Regions from separate parts of the Hordeum vulgare genome. Here region 1 is linked to region 2. Evidence: chromatin contacts called from public Hi-C data. All regions are on one chromosome and are shown on one strand. Each heading gives the region's core, a stretch centred on a gene start, on an enhancer-like site or on the middle of the called end of the contact. The rest is flanking DNA. Distances are from core to core; before and after follow the strand shown.

Region 1 (3,588 bases), core at 1,057-3,556, 340 kb before region 2:
AAAACAGGAATCAGCAAAGAGAATCTCACTAAGTCAAGCTATGATTCTCACGTTCTTCTATCCAGAAAGCGAATATTGATATTATTAACCTCGGCTTCAGAAACTTGCAGCCTTAGAATTCCTCCGGAAAGGATCTCAGCATATGAAACCTGAAATCATATCAAGCGCCTTCATTGATTTACCATTATAGCAATAAAATATTCTTTTACTGGCTAAAACTGTAAACGATGTTGCTTTTTACCAAAAAAATGGTGGGCACCTAAATGTTTGCTAGACACAACTAACAGGTTAGCAACTCCCACACATTCACATTTTTCTCACGTCATATTTCTAGTTTGTTACAATTAAGAACATGTAGAATCAAAAGCATAGTGTGACAATGAAGTTCTATATACAAAGCAGGAATCAGGAAGTAACAAACAACACGGTAAAACAGAACTATGTGGTATGCCCTCCCAATTTGGAACTGGTGACAGGTGAGATGTAAATGATGGCAAGCACATTAAAAAAAAACAGAAATTGACAACTCAGGTCTTGTGGTACTAGGCCTCTAGAAGGCCAAGAAGATATAACGCTTCACTTGTTCCTTAAGAGAAGTGCAGCAGATGCCTATTTTCAGCAATGTTCTCAAAAAATTGCAACACATCACCAAATAGAAGAAAACGAAAAATTATGCACAATGGTAGAACATGGATTATATTAATTATTTTCCCCACCTACCATGCCAGTAAGACCGCGCTCCTGATACCATCCGTTAATGGACTTAATCACTTGATCTAAATGTCTTATGTTGATTATTTTCCCTGCATAATGTAACACAAAACACAGGTCTCAAGAACAAATCTTATAGAAGCTAATAAAATAGACTAAGGTTAAAAAATTGTTTCTCTTTCTTTTAGAGAAATGAAATTTGAAGAAACATGCAGGAGAAACTAAAAGTTCTGTTAAAGAAGAAATATACAACCAAAATTCAAGTGGAGAGGACTTGAACCAAAGTTGTAGAATTGTACACCCACTCCCCCGCCAAACTGAGGTATGCTCAGTTCCCAAAGTTTTACATAATTTTCTCTATAACAAAAGGATACCGAGAGATTATATCACTGTAGATGGACCTATTTTACCATAGATTTCTATGCAGTGTAGAAAAACATGTCTTAAGATCAGAACTAAACCAAGAACAAGAACCATGTGAGTCCACATAAAAGGCGTGTTTCATTTGCTGCACAGTTCAATCTAGTGATATCATAGTAGGACCAAAAAACTCAAAAAAGGTGATAAAATATGCACGGTGGTGGTGATTCTCTTATGCATTCTAGATATCTCTTTGCCAGACGAATTTAGGGTTCATGTAGTGTTGGTTCATGTAGCATTGTGCAAAGTAAATCAATACACCAAGTTACACAAATCAATAACCACATTTAACGTAACAGACTCTTAAACATGAGAACAAGTACCGTGGCGGTCGCGAAATGAGTCATCTAGGAACTTAGAAGGCAGCATGTTGGCACCCTCACATACCAGCCCATGGAAGTCCTGGTTCGGCTCCACCTAAACCACAGAACATCCCAAATTCCGCAGCCTTCAGCTCCAAAGATAAGCCATGGAAAAGGGATAGGGGAACATGCAAAATCCTGACCTCAAAGACAAGGCGAATGCCGTCGCGGGTGTCGACGGCAACTGGCATGCAGGAGCGGAAGAGCCCGCTCTCCACCACGCGGTGCACATCCTCCTGCACCTCCCTCACCGTGAGCGCCGCATTGGGGCGGCACGCGCGCAGGGCCGCGGCGGCCGCCTCCTCTAACTCGGGCCTCTCCAGCGGCTCCCCGTCCTTCCCGCGCACCGCCACCTCGCTGATGAGCACCCGCTCCTCGCCCCCGCCCCCGCCGCCGTCCTTCCCGTGCCTCCGCGGCAAGGGCGCGGCCGGCGTCTCGGCACGCGCGGCCGGGACGCGGGGGAACGACGCGGCGACACGGCGGGCGGCGGCGTCGATGGCCCGGCCGATGTGCGCGAACGGGGGGAGCGCGGCGGAGAGCAGGGCGTGCGTCGGGGCAGGGGCCGGGCAGGCGCGCGGGAGCTTGACGCCGGAGGAGACGAAGCGGACGCCGTCTCGACGGGGCCCCATGGCCGCCGCGCCCGACGTGTGGACTGGGGTGGCGTAACTCGGCGGTGGGATAGGGCTTAGGGTTTTGGCAACGAGGCGGGGGAGGCCGCGAGGGTTTCGTCCGCCATGGCTGATCGGGGGACCGAGGCTCCGGAGTGGCGGCGACTGGTGAGCTGTGCTCCGGAGTGGACGGCTTGCTGATGGTGCTCCTGTGGAGCAACGACAGCCGTTCGATCTCGTCGTGTGTCCGTATGGTGAACCCTGTGCGTCCATCTGATCCGTTGGCTTAACTAGTATATGTATGCCCTTGCGTTGCTAGAGGCCAAAAAAATACTCCATCCATCCTAAAATAAGTGACTCAAAAAAAAATTACTTTATACTAAAATTAATACAAAATTGAGTCATTTTGAAGTCATTTATTTTAAGACGGAGGAAGTACAAAACATGCACCTTCTACCATTATGTGTCGTCTTTTATATTTAACACATACAAGCATCACAACTTTCATCTTTAAAAACATTGTGAAAGTAAAGTTGTTCACCAAAAAGTAAAACTACAAATATCTTGATTACCTTGTAACACTCGAAAAAGATGTCACTTTTTTTTATTTTAGCAACATAACGTTACTTGTGTGAGCTTTGTAGATAATCTCAAAACTGCGACTTCTATGACATGAAGACATAGAAAAATCTTGATTCAAGCATGAAGAAAACTTTTGTCAGTATACTTTTACACCTCTTCACGGGGCTTCTGCACTAATAGGTTTTATGTTCGCTTATTTTAACTTGCTTGCTCTGTTCAATTGCTTGGATTCTTCATTTAATTCAGAAAAAACAATCTTGTTCGTATAGTCGATTGACCCAAAAAAATGTCCACTATCGAATTTGAATCCACTTATGTTATACTCTGTTTGTTTAGTATTATCAAGCGATGAAAAGTCTACTTAGTCGAGTCTGAAATTAATTTATAACACACGAACAAATTAATTGGTATCTATTACTAGGGAAAGTCATCGACACTAAATTAATCATGAAATGTTTTGAATTATAGTGCCAAAATATGTCTTATACTTTATACGGAGGGAGTATATATTAGCATGGAGGTTTCGTGGGTCTTTTTTCCCATTAATTGAAAGGTTCACATTTTCACAACAATAATTTTTTTTTTAGAAGTGTACTCGTTTTTCTTGCTAATTCTTAAGGGGGCTTATTGAGTTTAATTTGCAGACCTATATAAATAGATGGATTTGCCGTGAGGCAATAATGTGGGACTATGTTTTTACAGAAGTATGATGTACATCAATTGTACACAACCTTAACAAATTTGTTTGTTGGCCCACATTAGAAGATAGGGACTCTTGGTTGGTTTAAAAAGGAAAACAAATGACTTTTGAAAACAGATCGAGACACTTGTGCATTAAAAAACAGGCGGGTGATGGCACCTAAACTTATCGTCTATTTTTACAAAAAGCTTTATCCCTTTTGTTG
Region 2 (4,047 bases), core at 1,196-3,695:
TAACGAGGGTGAGTTTGTCTCCAGAAGACAAGAGAATAGAGAAGCTTAGCAACCTGCTTTCAATTCTCTTTAATAGAGGCACAAAATCATCAATTCTACGTTTGGTAAGGCATAAGGGCATACATATATTTCTACAAATGCTCAAAATTCCAACCTTCACATATACTCCCTTTGTAACTTTTATAAGATCATTTAGTTTATATTTAACCCCACACATAATTGTATGTTTTCTCTTTAAATATATAAGAACCTTTTAGGAACGAGTTTACATCGAACAATCGGCTAAGAGGCAACACGCATAAGATGCGATTATTTTTAGGGTTAACAATTCCTTTTCAAGAAAAAAAGTGAGAGGGATGAAGGTCCTATGTAAATTAACTAAGGGAAACGTTTGGCATCTACACGCCGGCCGAACGCTTCAGCCGCTTGCACGCGCGCCACTCGATCGCACATGGATCCAGCGCACACACGTCCCCCAATCCAGTTTCGTGTCGTTCTTTTTTTCTCCTTGGCCCACCACGTGCCTTTGGTCCACGACATTTTTTCTCAGCTTTCATATTTATCTTCTTCCCCTGATCGTCTTCAAGATCCATGTTCACCATTGCTGGTTGAAGCTTCGACGGGGGTGGGGAAAGAAGTTGCAACCGCAGCCCCGCGAAGCTACATCTGTTTTCCCCCTTTCTTCTCTGCTTCTTCTTCCTCTCGTCTTCGTCAGATACATGAGGACGGAAAAGTTACATCTGACTACACGGGAGCTGCAACCGACAGACGGAGGAGCTGCAAAACAGAAAGGCGACAGGGGCAGGTGATCCCATGGCCGGCAGGTGAGGTTGCTGCACGAGGACATGCAGGGATGGTGTCGCGAATGCTACAGCCGCGTACCACAAAAGCTACAAGCGTCCAAAAAAAGGTACAACCGTTGATAAAAAAAGCTACAACCAGGTCCGTCAGAGTTGCAACCAAAGTTCGTGGGAGTTGTAGCCAGAGTTGCAACCATGATGTAAAAATGTTGCAACCATTATAGAAATTTGTTACATCGGTCAATCTGTTTTGTTGCAACCGTATTACTTTTTTGCTACAACCGCTGGCATGGCCGAGCTACAACCATGATGGAAAAATGCTACAACCATTATACAAATTTGCTACATCCGTCGTTTTGTTTGTTGCAACCGTATTGTTTTTTTGCTACCAGCGACAATTTTTTGCTACATCCATTGTCCAAATTTGCTAATCCAGTGTTCAAATTTGCTACATCTAGTGGCATGAGGCCTTAGCGACGACGAGCATCGGGGTGTTGCAGGCATGGAGCTCGTCGGCGACCGACGGCGGCCACGACCGACAGGGGGGAAAACCTGTGGTGAGAGGAAATGACGAGGCGAGGCGATGACGGGGATGCGATGTCGACCACCAGCGACGAGGGCGGTGTCCTGTGGAACCGTCAGGAGTCAGCCGACGGTGACGAGGGCGGCGGCTGGCGGCGACGTGGACGGCCGGCGAGCTGGCTGACGTATTAGGGATCACGAGACTGCTCTCGATGCACAGGCGCCATGTTTTTTTACTAGCAAAGCAGTTTGGAGAAGAAGGAATCCTGCGGCTATTATAGACCGTATAGTACGTGCGTTGTTTAACCGGCGGAATCGTTGCGCCGGTGCAGAGTAGCGCCATTAACTAATACCCCAGTTATATTAAATCAGCGACATCTATTTTAAAAGAAAGTGAGTACTAGCTTACAACAATGAATGATTTATTTTATTTACTAAGTAAATATTATGCAAGTAAGAGAAACAGTCAAAACCCTGTGTCATACTAAACTGATTTTGTTAATGAAGAAACAAACTAGAAATTTACCACCGCTACGTTTGCTTTCAAATCCAACACACCGTCATCTTGACAAATCCGTTCCGTTGTTGTTCGTGTGTCAGCAAGCAGGTCACCTTGAAAAGATTCTTCCGATGGATGCCCTGCCAAAAAACACACTTATAGTAGAACAAAGAGGCATCGTACGTGCCGCCAGTAACGCATGGAATATGCCGTGCAATTTCGTACTCAAAGGCGTTTTTAAAAAAAGATGTGTTTTATTTGTATGTCAATTCCGCTTTGGTTTTATAACGAGTTTTGACCGGCTCCTTTTCCTGTAAACAAAGGCCAAGAAGAATGATAAAGCATTTCTCAAAAAAAAAAAATGATAAAGTAAACGTTGGTGGATGTCCGATCCATGCGCACAAAGTCAACGGGGAAACCGATCGGCTCATCATAGTACTCGGAAATGTCACGATTTCTACGTACGGGCCGGCTCCAAAGTCCAAACCTATTGAAAAGGTACGGATGTCTCGGAGGGAGGGGCATATGTGCGAAACTTAAAAGACGGGCGGGCAAAACCCAGAAAACACGACGGCGGAGGATAGGAAAGCAGCGGCGAAAGCGATGGCCACCATTCAACGACCCGACCGAGGGAATCCAAAACCAAATCAAACTCGAAACTCAAACGCAAAGGAAAGCCGCAAAGGCCGCCGCATTCCCATCCAAATTCGCAGCAAATCCGAACGAGTCGTCAAATCGAAAATTATACTACACAAAAACAAACAAACAAGGACAGAGGCGGCCAGAGTGCCCGGCCACCTCGCCCTCGTCGCCGCCTCCTCCTCCTCCTCCCCCTCTTGCCGCGGGCGGCCTGCTTCACGCCGCCTCCTCCCGCGCCTGCCTCCGCGTCTTCTAGACCCTCCCCGCCCCTCCCTCCCGTCCCCTGATCCCTCCACAGGCGCGCGCTCGTGCGGACGAACCCTAGAGCGCGTCGCAGCCTCCTCTGCAGCCCCTTCCGTCGCCGGATAACGAGGTAACCACCGCCGCCGCCGCTGAGCTTTTTGGTTGTTTGTCTCGTGGGTTTTTCTTTTCGATTCCGCTCTCTGGTACGGTACGCGCTTCTGTGGAGTTGCCGCCCCACTTTTTATTTTCTTATTTTGGTGCCTCGAGCTGTTTGCGCGCGCGTCAGCGGTGCTTGTTTTCCAGACTTCAAACCTGCACGGGAGTTGGTTTGGTTTGTGCGCGGAGCGAAATCTTCTAGTAAGTACATGAATGACGGGTGAAAAATCCTCGAGCAAACTAAATATTTCGGAATTTAACACGCCGTTATTTGGCTGAAGATTGTGGGGGGGGAAAGCAGCGGCTCTGGTCAGCACTAGGCACCTTGATTTTACCGTCTTCATGATTTGTCCAGACCGTAGGATGCGCTTCTAATGCAGATTGCTGCTGCCGCTCCATCACATAGATATAAGCACAGTAACTGCACCCCATGAATAGGTTCTGATGAGTGACATGGACGTGGGTTCTTGATGCTCTGCTGCTGTCATGATCTTGTTCTGACCAATTCTGGAACAGGAATGGAGCGGAATGGACAGAGCCATCTCAAGGAGCCGCTTTTGCACGCGGGCGATGGCGCTTCTCCTGCCGCCGCCAGGGTGTCCCCGCGGAAGGAGAGGACTACGAGGAAGGTCATGTTCAATGTCCGGGGCATGTCGTGCGGTTCCTGTGCCGTCTCGATAGAGACAGTGGTGGCAGGATTGAAGGGGGTCGAGAGCATCCAGGTCTCAACCCTTCAGGGCCAGGCTGTTGTTCAGTACAGCCCCGAGGAGACCGATGTAAGATTTCCTTGAGCTGATGCTCCTTTTCTCATCAATGTGTTTTCAATATGGAGGTAGTTAGTACTCACTATGGAAATATTTGAATGGTTCTCATAGATGGGGTAAAAAGAGGGATGCCAAGTACATATGGTAGCTTCTTTGTGTCCTGTTGTTAATCCAAGCTATCAATTTTTCTACAAGAACTAGGGGCATATTTGCACATGTATTTAGTGTAAACTGGAAATGTTTGATTTCAGATTTCCTTGACATTCATTTTTAAGGTCCATACCTGTGTACCACCAGCTTTTTTAACTACCTTTTGTTGGTGTGGGCCAATCTCTTGGCGGCGACTGCCCAATCATTGGACATTCGAACATTGTCAGATAGTTTAGTTCATAAATGAATTGCCGAGGAACTATATCATCTCCAC

The links. Hi-C and Micro-C count contacts between places; a contact is called where the count stands out from the background.
Region 1: a contact with region 2 is called in a Hi-C map of leaf, with 5 times the contacts expected there. The contact joins the promoter of LOC123403085 here to the promoter of LOC123401671 in region 2. A contact is called at or near these places in 2 of 6 Hi-C or Micro-C datasets (leaf and seedling) and 1 of 1 datasets of contacts at active chromatin or transcription factors (embryo).

Annotation. Positions count from the first base shown.
Region 1 is chr6H:148,021,201-148,024,788 of MorexV3_pseudomolecules_assembly, reverse strand. It overlaps LOC123403085 (outer envelope protein 80, chloroplastic), which reads right to left and starts at 2,306. Exons shown (of 16, transcript XM_045097056.1): 1 at 1,637-2,306; 2 at 1,455-1,548; 3 at 721-803; 4 at 52-149. The coding sequence starts at 2,122.
Region 2 is chr6H:147,683,471-147,687,517 of MorexV3_pseudomolecules_assembly, reverse strand. LOC123401671 (copper-transporting ATPase HMA4) reads left to right here and starts at 2,445. Exons shown (of 9, transcript XM_045095517.1): 1 at 2,445-2,833; 2 at 3,376-3,635. The coding sequence starts at 3,378.